Regions from separate parts of the Mus musculus genome. Here all the other regions are linked to region 1. Evidence: chromatin contacts called from public Hi-C and promoter capture Hi-C data. All regions are on one chromosome and are shown on one strand. Each heading gives the region's core, a stretch centred on a gene start, on an enhancer-like site or on the middle of the called end of the contact. The rest is flanking DNA. Distances are from core to core; before and after follow the strand shown.

The links. Promoter capture Hi-C pulls out the DNA fragments that hold promoters and counts their contacts. Hi-C and Micro-C count contacts between places; a contact is called where the count stands out from the background.
Region 2: a promoter capture Hi-C map of pre-B cells shows a contact between it and region 1, with 8 times the contacts expected there. The contact joins the enhancer-like site here to the promoter of Uchl3 in region 1. A contact is called at or near these places in 4 of 39 promoter capture datasets (the C10 cell line, hippocampal neurons, liver and 1 more), 1 of 484 Hi-C or Micro-C datasets (pre-B cells) and 2 of 115 datasets of contacts at active chromatin or transcription factors (large pre-B cells and pro-B cells).
Region 3: a promoter capture Hi-C map of hippocampal neurons shows a contact between it and region 1, with 3 times the contacts expected there. The contact joins the enhancer-like site here to the promoter of Uchl3 in region 1. A contact is called at or near these places in 6 of 39 promoter capture datasets (the C10 cell line, hippocampal neurons, liver and 2 more), 1 of 115 datasets of contacts at active chromatin or transcription factors (large pre-B cells) and 1 of 9 other capture datasets (pancreatic islet).
Region 4: a contact with region 1 is called in a promoter capture Hi-C map of the HPC-7 cell line, with 5 times the contacts expected there. The contact joins the enhancer-like site here to the promoter of Uchl3 in region 1. A contact is called at or near these places in 4 of 39 promoter capture datasets (the C10 cell line, the HPC-7 cell line, hippocampal neurons and 1 more) and 2 of 115 datasets of contacts at active chromatin or transcription factors (acute myeloid leukemia and large pre-B cells).
Region 5: a contact with region 1 is called in a Hi-C map of B cells, with 8 read pairs. The contact joins the enhancer-like site here to the promoter of Uchl3 in region 1. A contact is called at or near these places in 5 of 39 promoter capture datasets (the C10 cell line, the HPC-7 cell line, HPC-7-derived erythroid cells and 2 more), 2 of 484 Hi-C or Micro-C datasets (B cells and pre-B cells) and 2 of 115 datasets of contacts at active chromatin or transcription factors (acute myeloid leukemia and pro-B cells).

Annotation. Positions count from the first base shown.
Region 1 is chr14:101,652,247-101,655,359 of GRCm38.p6, forward strand. It overlaps Uchl3 (ubiquitin carboxyl-terminal esterase L3 (ubiquitin thiolesterase)), which reads left to right and starts at 1,721. Exons shown (of 9, transcript NM_016723.2): 1 at 1,721-1,859; 2 at 1,962-1,973. The coding sequence starts at 1,818.
Region 2 is chr14:102,905,367-102,908,684 of GRCm38.p6, forward strand. No RefSeq gene overlaps it. Among named protein-coding and RNA genes, the nearest start is that of Gm34589, 72 kb to the left of the region's middle. Within about 2 kb of position 1,730, at least 118 of the 459 cell types and tissues checked have an H3K27ac peak or open chromatin away from gene starts, as enhancers often do. A contact at or near this core is called in liver, pre-B cells and pro-B cells, where this site is marked.
Region 3 is chr14:102,924,083-102,927,572 of GRCm38.p6, forward strand. No RefSeq gene overlaps it. Among named protein-coding and RNA genes, the nearest start is that of Mir5130, 57 kb to the right of the region's middle. Within about 2 kb of position 2,184, at least 43 of the 459 cell types and tissues checked have an H3K27ac peak or open chromatin away from gene starts, as enhancers often do. A contact at or near this core is called in hippocampal neurons and pancreatic islet, where this site is marked.
Region 4 is chr14:102,881,632-102,885,191 of GRCm38.p6, forward strand. No RefSeq gene overlaps it. Among named protein-coding and RNA genes, the nearest start is that of Gm34589, 49 kb to the left of the region's middle. Within about 2 kb of position 1,905, at least 107 of the 459 cell types and tissues checked have an H3K27ac peak or open chromatin away from gene starts, as enhancers often do. A contact at or near this core is called in the HPC-7 cell line, hippocampal neurons and pre-B cells, where this site is marked.
Region 5 is chr14:102,805,444-102,808,647 of GRCm38.p6, forward strand. No RefSeq gene overlaps it. Among named protein-coding and RNA genes, the nearest start is that of Gm41234, 12 kb to the left of the region's middle. Within about 2 kb of position 1,323, at least 172 of the 459 cell types and tissues checked have an H3K27ac peak or open chromatin away from gene starts, as enhancers often do. A contact at or near this core is called in B cells, the HPC-7 cell line, acute myeloid leukemia and 2 more, where this site is marked.

The DNA of each region.
Region 1 (3,113 bases), core at 471-2,970:
TGGACGTCTGATATGTTTGCAAGGGTTTGGGGGGATCCGCAGTTCTGTGGGGTACTAGGACCACTTCTCTATGGCAAAAGACACATTATTGCTACCATCCATGTTTGGTGAAGACTTTCCAGTGTGGATGCTTTGGGGTCTCCTATGCGTTTTGCCAACAATTCATTCTCCACGGTGTGTTAGCTAAGCCTGGTTTTCTCACTGGTGTCTCAAGGTAAACTTTAGTAGGATTGTATTTTGGTTTGCTGTTGAGTTATGAGGAAGCAGACATGGTATGTCTAACAGGGAAGAAATTCTCGTGATAGAGGGATAAGGATGTTGTGTGGCGTATTGGCCAAGCACTAAGAGGAGAAACAAAATGCAGAACTGCAGGAGTCTGGAGAAAAGCGGCTGTCTGAAAATTCCCCTGGCACCCCAAACAGCCCCAGTAGAGACTGAGACTATAGCAAGCACCACAAGAGATCAGGCAACTGCAGCTAACCGATCATGAGCCCAGCATTGCCAGATTTACCAAGTCATGAGGTTGGACAGATATGGCATCAAGCCATCAGACAAATAGGGAGGAGTCAAGGGATTACAAGAGTCACCGGGTTATAAAAATAATAGCCAGAGCATGCGTGGGAGAGTTGGAAATTTCCCAAGAAGGACAAATTCAGCATAATAATATTTTTCTCACTTCTTAACTAACCTTTCCCTGAAATCCTTCTCTTCGATACAGAATAGTAATATATATCAGATCAAATTTCTGGAGTCCTGCCATGACTCTTGGTTCCTACATATCAAAAGGATTGCTCCTTGAAATATCTTCTGCTTCTCTGTCTTCATAAATGTTACCTTGTGTCAACTTTCCTGTTTTTGCATTTCCCCACATAACTGACAGATGGTATTTCTGCATACATGATTATTCCACTTCTCTCTCCTTTGTGACACTGAGATTGGGCCCAGGGCCTCAAGCATGCTAGACAAGTGCTCTACCATTTCTCAAATAGCCCTTGAGAAATCTCCTATGTACTAGCCATTGAGTTAAACCCTGAAAAACAAACAAACAAACAAACAAACAAACAAAATCATTACATTTGTCATCCTGAAATTTAGTGGGATGGCGAATGGATTTCAAAATGCTGTTTAAAGTCCTTCAGTTTGTACCAAACAGTACATTGCCTGATTTCCTCTTTGTAGTGGCTCCATATTGTTTCTCAAGCAGAACTGAGTATCTATCTACCTATCACCTATATCCACCATTTACCTATTACCTGTATCTCGGGCAGTGCAATAACAGATAAGGCCAACATATCATTCCAGTATCCTCACAAAGGAGCAGGAAGACCATGATTCCAAGGAGTCAACCCCTCTGGCTTGGCTGCCTTAAGGCTAGCAAACCGGTCCCACTCTCACAGAGTAGGAATCCATGACGCGCCCCCTAGAGCTTCTGGTTGGCATTGCAAGAAGGTGAGGTTGCCTGCGAGCACGCGGCCCGGTGGCGCATGCGTAGAACTCGGGAGCTCGCTCGGGGGAAGGGAGAGTCCAAGTGTGAGGGGAGTTCACCGTTGATCAAAGCTTCTTTTTCTCATGAACTAGGACATGGCTCAGGCTTATCAGTTTAATTTGCCTTTTAACTTCATTAGTAACTCCAGGGCTGAGTCTCCGTAGGGAGAGATCAAGCGTCTTGGGGGTCGTGGAAGTCCATTCGTTGGTTTCCCCCTCGGGGCGGCGTTTGGATGGTGCCGGCCGGAGCGCGCGGGGGCGGAAGCGGCGGCGGCGGCGGCTGCGGCGGTGGTGGCGGCTGTCAGAGCTGGAGAGCGGCCGGCGGAGCAGTCATGGAGGGTCAACGCTGGCTGCCGCTGGAGGCCAACCCTGAGGTGAGCGCGGCCGGGTTCCGCAGCCAGGGCCTGAGCGGGTCGGGAGGCCGGCGCCAGCCCGCATGCGCGCGTCGCTAAACCCTCTTCTGTGTCTCGTTTCAGGTCACCAACCAGGTGAGTGCGGTCGGTGCCTGTCACCCCGGACCCCGGAGTCCTTCCCGCCTTCCCCGCCAGCCTCCCCGCTGGCCTTCACCTCTGCATCCCCAAGGATCCAGGGATCTCATCCCGGGCGGGCAGGCGGCCCCAGGCTGCGGCTGTGGGCGGCTCCGCCCCTCTCGGGCCACCACCTGGCTCGGGGAGATGCCGGTGCAGCGAGCGTCCTCTGTCCCTCCGTCGGACCCCGCGTCGCCGGCGCTGCCTGGGGCACCCGGGGTCTGAGGTTTGGTAGCCCCTCGCCTGGTATCCCCACCCCGTGCCTTTCCCCATCTTGGTTCGTCTCCTTGCCGTTGCGGGTTCCATCCTGTTCCTTGACCCTGTCCCTTCTAAGGTGACTAATTTGCCAACACTTCCTGACTCCCGGCTTTGTAAACTTGCCCACCCAGTTCTGGTAATTCCATCCACCTCCTGTACAATGAAATCACCTTTCAGTCATCTCTTGCCCCATCGAGGTCCTTCTCTTCCCTGCCACGCCCCCTTTCTCTCCCCGTCTTTCGAAGGTGGACCTGGTCCTTGCCTCCTGTACCACACAAAGCCCGGTTTAATGGTTGTCCTGCAATGCGTAGCCACCTGCTACTCTTAAAAGGGAGTTTGTTTTGGATACTGAAGGTTGGGGCTTGGGATGCCTTTCAGACCCCAAATTAGGTGGTGGAATGCATATATATATATATATATATTTGCACAGATATGTATTAATTAGCCTTTTTTTCTGCTCTCAGATTTAGTTCACCTTTAACAGTTCTCTTAGTTTGTTATATAGTTTTCTTCCTTTTCTTCCATCTTTCTTCTCATAACCGAAGGATAAAGATCTATTATCAACGTTTAAAAATGCTTTTTTGAGACCAGACATCGTGGTACATGTCTGCCAGTATCAGCGTGTGGGAGGCTGAGGTAAAGAGGATTTTGAGTTCCAGCCCAGCCTGAATTGAAATGCTGCCTAAAAACCTGCTCCCTTCCTCCAATTATTATTATTATTATTGTTATTTTTAACGGTTTTTTTAAAAGCATTTTAGCAAATTCTTTGTATAAAACACACAGGCTTTATGTTAGAGGTGACATCCTTTGTCTTTTGGAATTTTTGAAAGTGTTTTCATTTAT
Region 2 (3,318 bases), core at 480-2,979, 1.3 Mb after region 1:
GCTGAACTCCAGAAATTCAAATAACCCCATTAAGAAATGGGGTACAGAGCTAAACAAATAATTCTCAACTGAGGAGTACCAAATGGCTGAGAAGCACCTGAAAAAAATGTTCAACATCCTTAATCATCAGGGAAATGCAAATCAAAACAGCAGTCATATCTAAGAACTCATTGAAGAAAAAGAACTTAGCCCATCTGCACAAGGCCAGGGATGTTATGGGTCACAAAATCTCCTTGTTTTAAATATGCTTATATTTAAGAAACCAAGACATGTGTCTGAAATGTCTAGATTATGAAGATGCCATAATCAGTGTTTTTATATCATTTCTTTTTTGAAACTATAATCCCATCATTTCCTTTCCCCTTTCCTTTCTCTAGGCCCCTCCCATAAATTCCTTCTTCCTTTCTTTCAAACTCATGACTTCTTTTTACATTAATTGTTAAATATGTGTGAATATGTGTATGTGTGTGCATATTTTATGTATGTATGTATGTATGTATGTATGTATGTAACAAATAACAACCTGCTTGGTCTGTATATCATAATCTGTACCCATGTTTTCCAGGATGACCATTTGTTATTGAATGGTCAGTTGGTGGGCTCTTCCCTGGAAAAGACTATTTCTCCCATTCTCAGGCGCCTGGGGTATTTTTATATCAAACTGCTTGGCCCATCACTTCAGTTCCCCTGTATAGGCACATCTTGAATTTGAGCTGCTGATCCCCACACCGGGCATGAATTTTGTTGTGGGAAGCTGGGCTGTGGGGACAAACGCCTATGTGTGAAATTGTAGGTTTCATATAAATTCTGCTTTCCCAAAGCACAAAGAGACATGCACGTGAGCAGTGTGCCTGTCCAAGCAGGAAGGCCAGCAGCTGGTGCACCACCATGTCACACTCTGTACTGAGTGATTTCTACTGAAGGACTGGTGCTTGCTATCTGTCACACAGCAGCCCAGTCTGTTTTTTCTGACAAGCAAATGGAAATATTTTGATACTCTGACCCTCTTGCTCATCCTCTGAAAAAACAAACAAACAAACAACAACAACAAAAAAAAACCTGTCCCAGTTCCTGCCACACTGTCCTCTCACTTCCTTCCTGAGCAATGTGCTCCCTGCACCCTCTGCTCTTGTACTGAAAATGGTGACACAAACAGGAAACCCCTGTGCCAGGCTGGGCAGCAAACACATAGGACCCTGGGCATGTGCACTGAAGTACTGGCTCACCATGGGGAGCGGCAGCCTTTGGGTGGGGGATCTTGTCAGACCACTGAGCAAGGTTCTATGTGGTCTACTAATGAAAATGAGAGTAATCAAACATAGAGGGGTCTCTGGCCACCTTCCATGATGAAAACATTCTTATGGAGAGAGTATCAGGGGGCTCAGCATTAAACTGGGCAGAGCCAGGCTAGAATCCACATCTCCTAAAAACTCTCTACTTCAACTCCTCACCCCATCTTTTACAAAGACGAATGAGGAAAAGGAAATATCAAATCATGGAAAAGTTGGAGAGTGTCTAGCCTAAGGCTTCTCTAAACAGGAACTATGAGACTATCTGTTCTAACCACAGGTCTCTCGAGGCATCTGGCCTGCTACACCCAAGAAAACTGTCTTTGCACAGGTGCCTACAAACGATCTGGAGTGGGGACAAAGCTCAACTCCCTCTCTCGGTACAGAGGAGAGGACCTTTTAGATAGCTCTGTCTTTTTGTAGCTCACACAGCCTGTTGCTGCAGTGCAACCACAGGGAAACTCACAAAAGGGAAACTGTGGTCCAGCATTGGGAACCCACATGCAGAGCGCTGAATGCTTCAAGGTTGCAAAATCTGCAAACAACCCCAAGCCCACCATGACACCCTCGTGGCCATTGGTCAAAGATGCAAGAGAGATTTCTATGCTGATGACAGACACAATCCACACTAGTTTGAGATGGGTTTTAATAGGACTTTTTTCTTTTTAATGCTTTTTAGAGCTTCTTCAGATTATGTATCAATTTGTAGGACAGAACTAGATTTGCACTTGGGGCCACACTGCCTTTAGAGAATGCATATTCATAGGGAATTTCCTGCCTCTAAAATGTCTCATGAAGGTTCTCCCACCTCTTAAACTGCCTTGTTCCTTCCAATGTACAGAGAAAAGGATGATTTTCTGGCACCTACTCAGAGCTATAATGTGGATCTTCATGTCCCTCAAAGACCCCAGGATGCTATTAGAGGCAGTAGACCCTTTAAAGGAGGGAGTTTGGTTGGTGGGTCCCTAGGTCACTGGGGTGTGTCTTAAGAAGTATAAGAGGAAGTGAGAGAGTCTCTTCCTCTTTCTCTTTTCCTTCTTCCTCTTCTACTCTCTCTCCTCTTGCCGGCTCCCTCCTCCACTTCTTTGGTTCCAGTTCATGAAATCAGCCAATTTACTTGGCTGTTGTTGTCCCAAGACGTACTGCCTTACCACAAAACCCAAGCAATGGGAATGTGAAAAACTGGGAACAGAAACAAGCTTAGCTCTTTTCGTTTTCCAGACGGGATCCCATGTTTCCCAGGCTGGCTTTAAACCTGCTGTGTGATGGAGGATGGTCTTTGCCACGTGTTCTCCTTATGTGGAGATCACAGAACTGGGTCATCATGCTGGGTCTCTGTAGACCTAGGGATCAAGCACGGCTTCACACATGCAAGGCAGGTTCACCACCTATGGAACTAAGTCCCCTGACCTCCCCCACCTCCACTGCCCCATTTTGCTTTATAAGTTGGTTATCTTTGGGGCACAAAATGGACTAACACCCCTAGCACTTAGGGGTAATTACCTAGGGGTTATTACTGCCAGCAAACAGGATGGTGCAGACTGGGATGTCTGGCTGTATGTTTTGGTCCAGACCTTGTATCTGGTCACAGAGCTATGACTCGGGTCCAGTATGGTCCTGGGTCTGGTGTCTTTACATTATGCTGTTGTTTTCAGCATCCAGAGGACGGCTGTGCTCAACGCTGTACAGAGCTCATTTGACGCCCTCGTCTCTCCTTCCCTGAAAGCAAAATCAAAAACAAACAAAAAACAGAAATTCCAGTACCACTGCCCACTTTACGTTCTCCTTAATCATAGAGAGCCAAAGTCACCAAAGTGAAACTATTATCATTATCACTATTTGCCTAAAATACTAACCGAAGAAAGGTGAACTGCCTCCTTTTCTTTATGATTCTTAGAGGTTCTCTTCATGGTCCAGTCATGGATCTAGTTCGTAATGAGCAACCTAGACTAGCTGGTATCAGCTTGATACCTACTTATGTAATACCTATAAACATAAGTGTGTAGCACAGAGCCTGCTTGGATGATAA
Region 3 (3,490 bases), core at 934-3,433, 1.3 Mb after region 1:
GGGCTCACATGTAAAGCTGAATCCACATTCAATATCTAACAACAGTGGGAGGACGTTAGGAATAACTGTGTCACTGAGAACTGATACAGCCTGTCTGCAAACCCTAAAAGCTGTGTGCCAGCAAGATCCCAGAGACCTCAGATAATTCCTTCCACCTGCTGCCTGAAATGCCATCACTGGGCATCTGGGGTCTTGACAGGGTTAGCCAATGGTGTAGAGGGAGTCTTTCGAGAGTGTCATGTAAGCTATCAATTCTTTTTGAAAAACAAGCAAAAAAAATGCATCTTTAGGAGTTTATAAACATCCTAGAGGAAAAAATATACTCCATTTGGGACCCTATCTCTGTGTTGCTACAGGGAGGAATACTAGATATAATAACAGGATAACAGGGAACTTCTGGCCTCTTCAACAATATCTGGTGGAAAGAAAAGAGGTTTGGCATCAGAAGGGAAAGAAGGGGGCACCACCAACAACAAAGACCCTGATGTTTATACAATGTACACTGGGAAGTTTTCAGCACCTTGGACTGGGGGGTCAGTAGAAGAGAGGCCCGTCAGTCAGAGCTGGAATTAGTAGGTAAACTAAGGGGGTTAACTGTTTAAATTCTTCCCTGGAGAGTGAGCCCATGAGCCAGTGCTTCTCATATCATCCCAGGGACTGGGTTTCAATGAAGGGAGTGTTGGGGGTGTTTTAATAAAAGTAGAAGAGAAAGTAGTGACACCAGATAGCCCCAAACAACGCCTGGCTCACCCTGGTTCTGCGTGGGAGGACTCACTTCTCTAAAAGTCATTTTTCTGAACCTCTGCAACATCCTGCTAAAGGGTGGCTCCCCACCCCCCAGAGTGGGTAAGCTTTCTAAAATAAAAATTAAAGCAGGCAAAGTCTCTCAACTCAAAGCCACCAAGCAAGCTTATCGCTGATGTCGACTAGAAAAGCTGAAGGCCTGATTTGACAGGTCCCTCCCCAAACATTTTTTTTAAGTTAGTGCTAGCCTCTCACACCAAAGACTGATTGTTGCATTCCTAGACCCTAGGGACCCTGTGCTTTTGGTCTTGTCTAACCCTCAGAGCCCTAAGCATCATGGGAAAAAGAATCAGAAAATGGGGTGAGCAGCTGCACCCCAGCTTCTGGCTGCTATCATCCCACCAAGTCAATGTTTGACATATTTGTTTGTCCTCTAAGATGTCAGTTCTAGGGTTCCACCTGAGAGGGGTTCAGAGAAAAGCAGAGAACAGACCCTGCCAAGGAGAAGAATGGTCTCCTGTGGGCCTACTTCAGCCTCAGACTGAAACAGATCGTAATTTATGTTTGTCTGACTTCCAGAGCCTGGAAAGTGCTTTTCTTTATCTCTCAGCTTGTTTGTGTGTTAGTCTTTGGAACCCGGAGGGGAAGCAATACATTAAATCTGCTCCATAGCAACTGTGTCCCTCTTCCTTTAATGGAGCCCAGGTAATCATCATTACCACCAGGCGGGAGTGGCCAGAAATTCAAGCTGGGTACTCAAGTCCTTTTCAAAGGTGTTGGTGCTGGGAGGTGGGAAACTTTTCCAATATTTGTTGTCACAAACCCTCAAAAAATATATTTTCTATAAATATAATATTTCTTGTAAGGAATAATTTTTTTATGTGTAAAGGAGAGATTGGTACTAAAACTAAATCTACTGCGTTCTGTTTCAAGCACTTGTTAGTATCAGAATCATTCTGTTTAGCAGATTCTAATAGCAAGCTCATTAAAACTTCAGAAATGCCTTTGACAGGGGGCCGTCACCATCTTCTCATATCGAGACAAGCACACAGAGAGGGTCTGGGTACCAGGATCTATTCGATAAGTGGCTGCATATGCTGGCATAGCTGGGGATGTGGCCTTGGCTCCAGCATCCCCTGGAAGACGAGACAGTGTGTGCACTGTGTGGTGTCTCCCTTGTCTTCATCCTTCTCATGCTTGCTTGTTTCTCTTTGCTGTCTGTTTCCAGGTCCCATCTTTCTGTTGATTTCTGGCTGTCCAAAACCTCCTCTTCAGCAGCCACAAACATGGTCTGTGCCAAAGGACTCTGGACTCTGAACTTCCTGGGATGGCCATTGTAAGCCCATGGCAGCAAAAAACCAAACAGCCCAGACTGTTAAAAGCAGTTCAGTGCCATGAAGATGTCAGGCACCATCTGGCAGGATGCTGTTGTCTCTCCCTAGCAACGGTTCCCACAGCTTGTCTCTGGTTACCTTGCCTGCTTCCCTAGTTACAGCACTCCCAGTCTCAGTGCACCTCTGACATCACCCCACTGATCCGAAGCCTTTCCATGTCAATCCTAGACCATCTTATACCCCAGGCTACCAAGTTCAGAGACCACTAGTCAACCCCCAGTGCTAGCTAGTACTAAAGTCCCAACAGAGTTCAGTCTTGGGCAAATATTTGAAGCTTCTGAAAGCCTTATGAAGCTATTAAGCCCCCCCTCCCCAAATACCCGGCCCCGGGATTGTGATTTATTTTCTAGTGGAAAGCAACACGTCTTAAAGCTATAAATCTGGCCCAAAGGACCTCTCTAGGTTTCGAATCCCTAAGCGAACCTAAGCAATACTCAGTGATGAGACCCCACCCACTGTGCAAAAGTTAATTCTTCACCTAGCAGTGCCTCAGCAGCCACATACCATTTATTTTAAGTGAGTAATTTATTTAGGTTTTCGTTATGTTTTCCAGTCTTCACTAAGATACATTTCGTAATGAAATTTCACAAAAGCAAACCTAACTAATTTTTAATCTTCCAGGAAGGCTCCATGAAACTACACCAATGCCTTTGCATATGGACTGTGTTCGTGTGACCACCACCCCGCCCCCGGTTGAATACTGTGCTTCTTCAGAAATTACAGTTCTTCCATGCCTCCAAAGTACTACCCCAAAATACCCCGAAGTAGAACCCCAAAACTGCCAGTTATATAGTAAGAATATCATTTGCTTTTTTTTTTCAATTAAACCTGCACAGTTTTGTTTTTCCTAGTCCTTCATTTCACCCTGAAGACGTGAGGTCTAGGCACTGGCAGCTCAATATTAAAACCATCCTAGTGAGTCACCAGCTGAAGTTTAACGAGAAGGCAAGAAAGCAAAGCACCCAGGAAACCTGCCTGCCCTCTGAAAGCCAGCATACCCGCTAAGACTTTCCCTGAGTGGTTCTACCCATCATAAATATCCTGCCATAGAAACTGGCCATGGAAACACTAGGTTTCCAGTGCCAGAATCTCCCCCCTCTATGCCAATCATCTACAAAACCCACCCACTTCCTCTCTGCCCATTTCTTAAAATTAGACCCTGCTCTCTCCGCAGCTCCCATTTCCGTGGTCCTACATGCCTCTAATGTCTATCATTTACCCACATGTTTACCCAAGTGAAGGCAACTTGTGTTTTGTTACTTAATTTTATTTGCCCATAGCCGTTCAGGGAGATACTGCTCCCTGGTCATCCATCCCACCCTCCTCACCCCCTACACCAATCCATCCCTTAC
Region 4 (3,560 bases), core at 655-3,154, 1.2 Mb after region 1:
CAGACGAGAGGGGTGACTGGAAGAAAACAGTGTCTGTGGACACAGCAGTGCATATGAACTCCCAGCTGCTATGGCAATGTCCCCAAGACCTATGCAAGCCCAAGCCAGACAAAATCCTGGAAGTTCCACCCCTAGCAGAGGAGCTATTACAATGGCTAGCTGCTGAGAAAAGGAGGCTCCGTTTCTCTAAGAGTGTAGATCCAGATAAGCCAACCACATCTCAGTGGAAGGACTCAAATCCACAAATATTTTGGACTAGATGTGAGAAAAGTATACAAGAATGGGAGGAATGGAAAACAATGTAGACATGGGGTATACATGAGGTTGGCATGGCCTGGGAGTGGCATAGGCATGGGGTAGACATGGCACGGGCATGATGTAGACATGGTGTAGGCATAGGGTGGGAACAGTAGAAGAAGAGAGAGATCAAAGCTCATTGTATGAAATCCTTGAAGATGCTGGGTGTGGTGGCACACGCCTTTAATCCCAGCACTCGGGAGGCAGAGGCAGGCAGATTTCTGAGTTCGAGGCCAGCCTGGTCTGCAAAGTGAGTTCCAGGACAGCCAGGGCTATATAGAGAAACCCTGTCTCGAAAAACCAAAAGAAAAAAAAGAAAAAAAAAAAAGAAAGAAAGAAAGAAACTCTTGAAGAAAGAACTAATTAAAAACCCAACATAAAAAAATAAAGATGATACAAATAACTCATGAGTTTATTGCAAAGGAAATTAAAACCAGACAGTTGAACATACAGAAAAAGAAAAAAGGAAGTTCCCTTCACTCGTAAACCCCTCCACCCGACTTCTCCACCCACAGGAACCGATGATTTAAACCCCTTTTGTTCTAGATGCACATAGCTTCATAGTGTTCCTATCTGTCTCTTGCAAGGCACTACAAGACTATCTATAAATATCAGATGTCTTTATTCTGTCAAATTTAATGAAAAACTTGACAAATTTCTCACTAAAACTGAAAGTTGCTTTTCAAATGAAAATCCATTATTTATATCTCCCAGAACTGATTCTAATCAGTATTCTCCATCTCTGCTAATATTGCAGTTTTCAACATAATAAGCTAATAGCCCTGCATTCTAGAGGAAGAGATAGTGTCCACCAAGTGCAGGGTGGGAATGGCTATTTAGTTTTTGACCTCCAGGAAAATGGAGTATGTTTGTTCAGACTCTTGACCAGTTCTAGTGATGCCGCAGTGTGTCTTGCCATTCAAAAAATGCATCCAGCCTATGAGCCCTACCTTACGAACCAATACCATAATTCTCCCTGATTATTCTGAAAGGCCAGCAAATGATTGCCAGGCAGGAACGAGAGTCCAAGGAGAAAGAACCCGAGTACTTTGGGCATCCTAAATATGCAGAATTCAGGCTCCACTCCTGTGCGATTACATAACCTTATGGCTAACTGGCAAAAAAAAAGAAAAATTGTGGAGAGTGAAAAATTCAGTGAAGATTTTGCAGAGATCTCTTATACATAAAGGCAGTAGGAAAAACACTTCGTGGAATAAAATTCAATTAATCATAGATCTCATGTCCAACAAAGCATTACAGTGAGCTTGGGAAGGAGGAACGATTTTTCCATTTGTTAATTGCTGTTGTGCTATGGATCTAATACAAGCTGGCTGGCTTACGTTTATACTACCCAGAAGGTTCACTCAATAGGTAATCCATGCTTTGAAAGAGGACTCTACAAAACACAAAGTTCATTAGCTTCATCTTCATGGGATCTGGCCTCTTCTCCCCAGTAGCAAAAGGGCTGCAGCAATTTCAGCCTTTGTATTTCCTATTACAGCATTCAGTAAAAAAAAAAAAACGGAAAGCATCTGTTGGAACTCATTCTCCTTGGCATGCTCTGCACTCTTCCTGTGTGAGGAAGGAGGCGGGGTTATGCTAATCAGAATAGACAAAGAGAAGGCTGGAGAGGGAACTCAGGCCTAACCCAGCTTTGAGGGTCTTGCCTAGAAAAGGCAAGTAGTCAACACGGGGAGGCAGGTGTAAGGTCCACACCACCTAAATATCCTCAAACATCCTCTGAGATTAAGAGAGAAGCGAACGGGCCTGGTAGGAGAAGGCAAGTGAAGGAACTGGGATACTCTTCTATGGTGCTCGTCAGCCAGAAAGAAACAAGGAACAGAAAGTTTCTCTAACGGTATAAATGCTATCATATCACAACTGAAAACTATTAATTCCTGTTAGCACTGTTTGTTCCAGCACAGACTATCTCCCTTGTCAATGCTTTTCAAAGAAAAGCCAAAGTTTGTTCCATCCTCTTGTCCTTGGAATCCATCTCCCAACAGTGACGATCAGAGCGCAGTGCACACTGGGTATGCTAGAAGTAGACCTGGTGATGCTTTATCGGGGTGTGGAATGACGTCTAACTTATGCTTCGTTCGTAGAGCAAGACTGAGATTTCAAATGAGAAGTTCATTTCCAGCTCTTCGTGTTACGTACCTTTTTTTTTTTCTTTACTCCTGAGCTGTGGACTTGGTGATTTGCAAGCACTTGACGACAGACAGCACAAAAGTGAAATCAAGAACGGGAGGATGCTTTCACAGAGAGTACTCCGAACCGTTCCTCTGCTTTCAGACTAAATAGATAATTAGCTATCCAATTTAAAAGATGTTCTTGAGTGAAGATGGCACAGTGTTCCTTGGAAACGTGTTTTAAAGTTTAATGATCTTTGCTATCAGCATGAAGCTTATGTTGAAACTAACAGTGAATTGAATCTCACCATAAGAATGTTCGTTAAATGTAGAGCGTGCCTACTAAGTGGCTGTCCTGAAGTTCACACCCATGTGTCTCTGTAGAAAGTGCTCTGTAAGGAACTGGCCTTTGTTAAGCTAGAAAACTCAATTGCTCATACACCAGTTGACCAACGTCCAGGTTTTCACAATTGAAAAGCTGCCCTAAGGAAAATGCTGGGGGAGGGGAAGTATAAACATTACCCGCAGCTAAGCGTGGTGGTGGTGGTGGTGGTGGTGGTGGTGGTGGCTCCGTACTTGTAACCCCTGAACTGGGAGACTAAAGCAGAGGGAATCACTGCAAATTCCAGGCCCAGTGAGACTATCTCAAAACAGCAAGCACCGCTCAGGCCTGCCTCTCCAGGGTACATGCTCTCATTTCACTTGCCTGGTTTTTTATGGTTCCCATGGTTTTCCTTTGAGCCTTCTGCTATTTTTTTCTCAGTTATGATAAACTGATGTCTTAAATTGAACTCCACAAATAGATACAACCACTAATGTCTAGAAAAATCACTAGTTTGGGGAAACTTAGCAGGTCCCTAGCCTCAATATTTTTATACTAAGTTGTGTTTGAGTGGAAAAGAAAACGGCATCTAAAACTGAAGAGTCGAGAGAGGAGATATCAACTAATAATCAGGGAGTGACAGTTCATATCTTTGTTACCAAGGATGACTAAGCCAATAAATCCCTTCGCTAACACCAGCTGCCCATAATCTAAATATATCAGCAACCATCCCCCAGCAGTGTGCACTAAACTGCTGAGAAGCATTAATTTTATCAAAGCTTGTGGAGCTCAAGTTCATGCAGGTTTAT
Region 5 (3,204 bases), core at 73-2,572, 1.2 Mb after region 1:
GCAGCTATCTACAACCCCATGTTCCAGACAGCGTTGACTTCAGATCATGCCAAATGTGTTCTTATTTAGCCTGTCCTACATTGCTCAGAAAAGGAAACGCTATAGACAATCTTGAGGATGCCTGTCAGTTAATTCATCATCATTTTTAATAACAACATAGAGATAAAGGCAGAAGGGCCAGCCTTCAGAAAATGATTTTCTCCTGAGTATTTTTAGAAATTCAAGTTACATTGTGATTTTTAAAACATAGATTGTATTATTTATAGCTGAAACACAAATGACTATGGAAAGAAAAAGGTGGTGGTCTAATGAAATAAGCCCAGTTTTGGCTCCAAGGAGACCGTGGTTCGGCTCTAAGCAAACAATGCAGTGGCCACCTCTCTTGGTGAATGACCGCACCTGATGGATGCGTGCAAACAGCAACGCAAAATAATATATGAGGAGCTTGCGTGCATCAGCTACAGTCTGAACCTCAGCCTTGGCAGTTTGGCGGTTTCGGGGAGCTAAAACATGAAGAGAAGGATAAAATCTTCCTTGTTTCTTCATGCCCTTTTGAGATTTCAGCTTAAGGCCCTAGAAAAAGGCAAGAGCCTCTAACCATTGGAAATTATAGCATCAGCGCCCCCTTCTGCGCCACTCTCCACATCCCTTTTCCACCCTGAATGCATCAGTTCTTGTCTGATCTCGGAAGCTAAGCAGGGTCCATTCCGGTTCCCACTTGGATGGGAGACCACCCTTTAAAGTAACCCACGCCTCACCAGAGTTAATGTTACGGTGTGAATTAGTGTGCCTGAGAACATGCTGTCACTGAATAGAGCAGAAAGGCAAAACAGTTTTGCTCAGCCTGCTGTCCTAAAGCCAGCACACAAAACAAATGTAAAATATCAGCAGAAAAATCCCCCGCTTCTGACATGTAAACTGTCCCAGCCACAAAACCACAGTGTAAGGCTTGGCAGTAAAACACTGTACAGTCTAAACTGAGTTAGGTGGCCACCCTGAGGGCACAACTCCTCAGATCCCAGAGAGATGAAGAGGCCTGCCACAAGTGGTCTGGGTTGTACTCAATCCCTCAACTGAAAATCAGACTTCTGTGCCGGGTGACAGACCGTTGGAGAAGCAAAGACTATTCCTGAAGGGTCGCAATGTAATGCCACAAGGCTCCTGAGCGCTGGGGAGCTACAGGAGACAGCATGACATCTTGCTCTTCCTGTGGGATGATTCGGCTTCTTATCTAAAGGAAATAGCAGAAGTGGAGCAGAGGGTAGAGAGGAGAGGAAATGGCGACGAGTGGAGGTCAGCCAGCCTGTGGTCACGTGGCTCACCTTCGCTGTCCTAGCCTCTGAAAACCGAAAATACAGAGGGAAATTGTGCCCTGTCAGAGAGTAACTGAGAACGCAGAAAGTTTTCAACACCGGAAACCTTGAGGGAATAATTAAAGCCTGTCGCACTATCCTTTCTGTTTGGGTCTCTGCTAGCAACCCTTCACACTACACACACACACACACACACACCAATAAGTGATCAGTCACACCAAAAAATGAGAAATTAATATAAGACTGGAAAAGGAGAAGATGTTAGAGACAAGCTTCTGTTTTTTTTAACAGGAAAGACAAGCAAAATTATTTGGGGCTTCCTCACCCCACCAAAAAGACAAAACAAAACAAAACAAAACAAAACAAAACAAAACAACTATTTCAGAAATGAGCTAGTCAGGTTTCTGGATAAAATGATGCAAGTCCTCATGCCTGCAAGATAAGCATGGGAGCATTTTACTAACTGAGCTATCCCCCAAACTACGTGTGTGTGTGTGTGTGTGTGTGTGTGTGTGTGTGTGTGTGTGTGTTCTCTGTGTGTTTTTTCTCTGTATGTGTGTTTTTTCTCTATGTGTGTGTTTTTTCTCTGTGTGTGTTTTTTCTCTGTGTGTATGTGTTTTGTGTGCGTATGTATGTGTTCTGTGTGTGTTTTGTGTATATGTGTGTTTTCTGTGTGTGCTATGTGTGTTCTGTGTGTGTTTGTATTCTCTGTGTGTGTGTTCTGTGTGTGTTCTGTGTATGTGTGTTCTGTGTGTGTGTGTTCTGTGTGTGTGTGTTCTGTGTGTTCTGTGTGTGTGTGTTCTGTGTGTTCTGTGTGTGTGTGTTCTGTATGTGTGTTCTGTGTGTGTATGTTCTGTGTGTGTGTTCTGTGTGTATGTTCTCTGTGTATTCTGTGTGTGTGATGAGTGTGTGTATGTGTGTGTGCGTGCGCTCACGCGCACACGCATTGCATGTGTGTATTCTTTTTTCCATTTGTTGTCTTCTATTTGGGAGTGGGTTTTGTCTGTCTTTTCTACTTATTTCTTGAACTTTACCAAATGAACAAAGTTAGGGCCCTTCAGTGATTGAAAAAGTGAATAAAATTTTAGTGGAAAATTTCTCCGCCATTTTGACTGTTTGCAAGTGGGCCAACCAGAGCATGGAGATTCTGGGGAAAATATGTGAGAAATGAATTTAAGTCGGTGATTATGGTTCATGTCTCCCTGCCCTTATGAACCTCTACCTGGGGGTCCACTCTGACCAACTGCTTTGTGAAAGACAAAGTTAGCTTCCCAAGTGAGCTGTTGGTGGGCTCGAAAGGAGAAATTTTATTCCACTGGATCCTTGACATCTTACGGAGACAGTCCCAGGTTTGTGCTTACCTCATGGGAAAATATGAGAAGAAAAGCAATGGTCCTCTTACAAATGTGTGAGACAGGCAGAGAAAGGGACTATGCAACAAACAGGACTCACAGGACAGGAGTCAGCCTTCTCTGGGATACGGAGCTATCTACAGTCTCCTTATATACATTCCTCCTTAGGGAAGAGCAGAAAAAGGCAAGACTATTTCTCTCTCGTGACTTCTTGAAGTCAGCAATAGAGGCATACATCTGGTCCTGATTCTGTGGGTCAACTCAAGGGCATGGAAGATCCAGATAAGATGTATCTACCAGAGAGAGAAGTATATGAATGGGGGACTAGCTGACCCTGCAGGTACCTCAGCAAACACTGTCCACCCACTAGGAGTTAACTGTGGACCTTCCCTGTTTTACTGTCTCTCTACCTCTCTGCCCCTGGATAGATCTCCAGCAGTAGAAAGCTAACCACCTCAGGCCCAGCTCTCAATCCATGAAAGATTTGAGACACTAGACTCATCCGTAGCTGTCAAAAGATTCCATGGTATATCCCACAG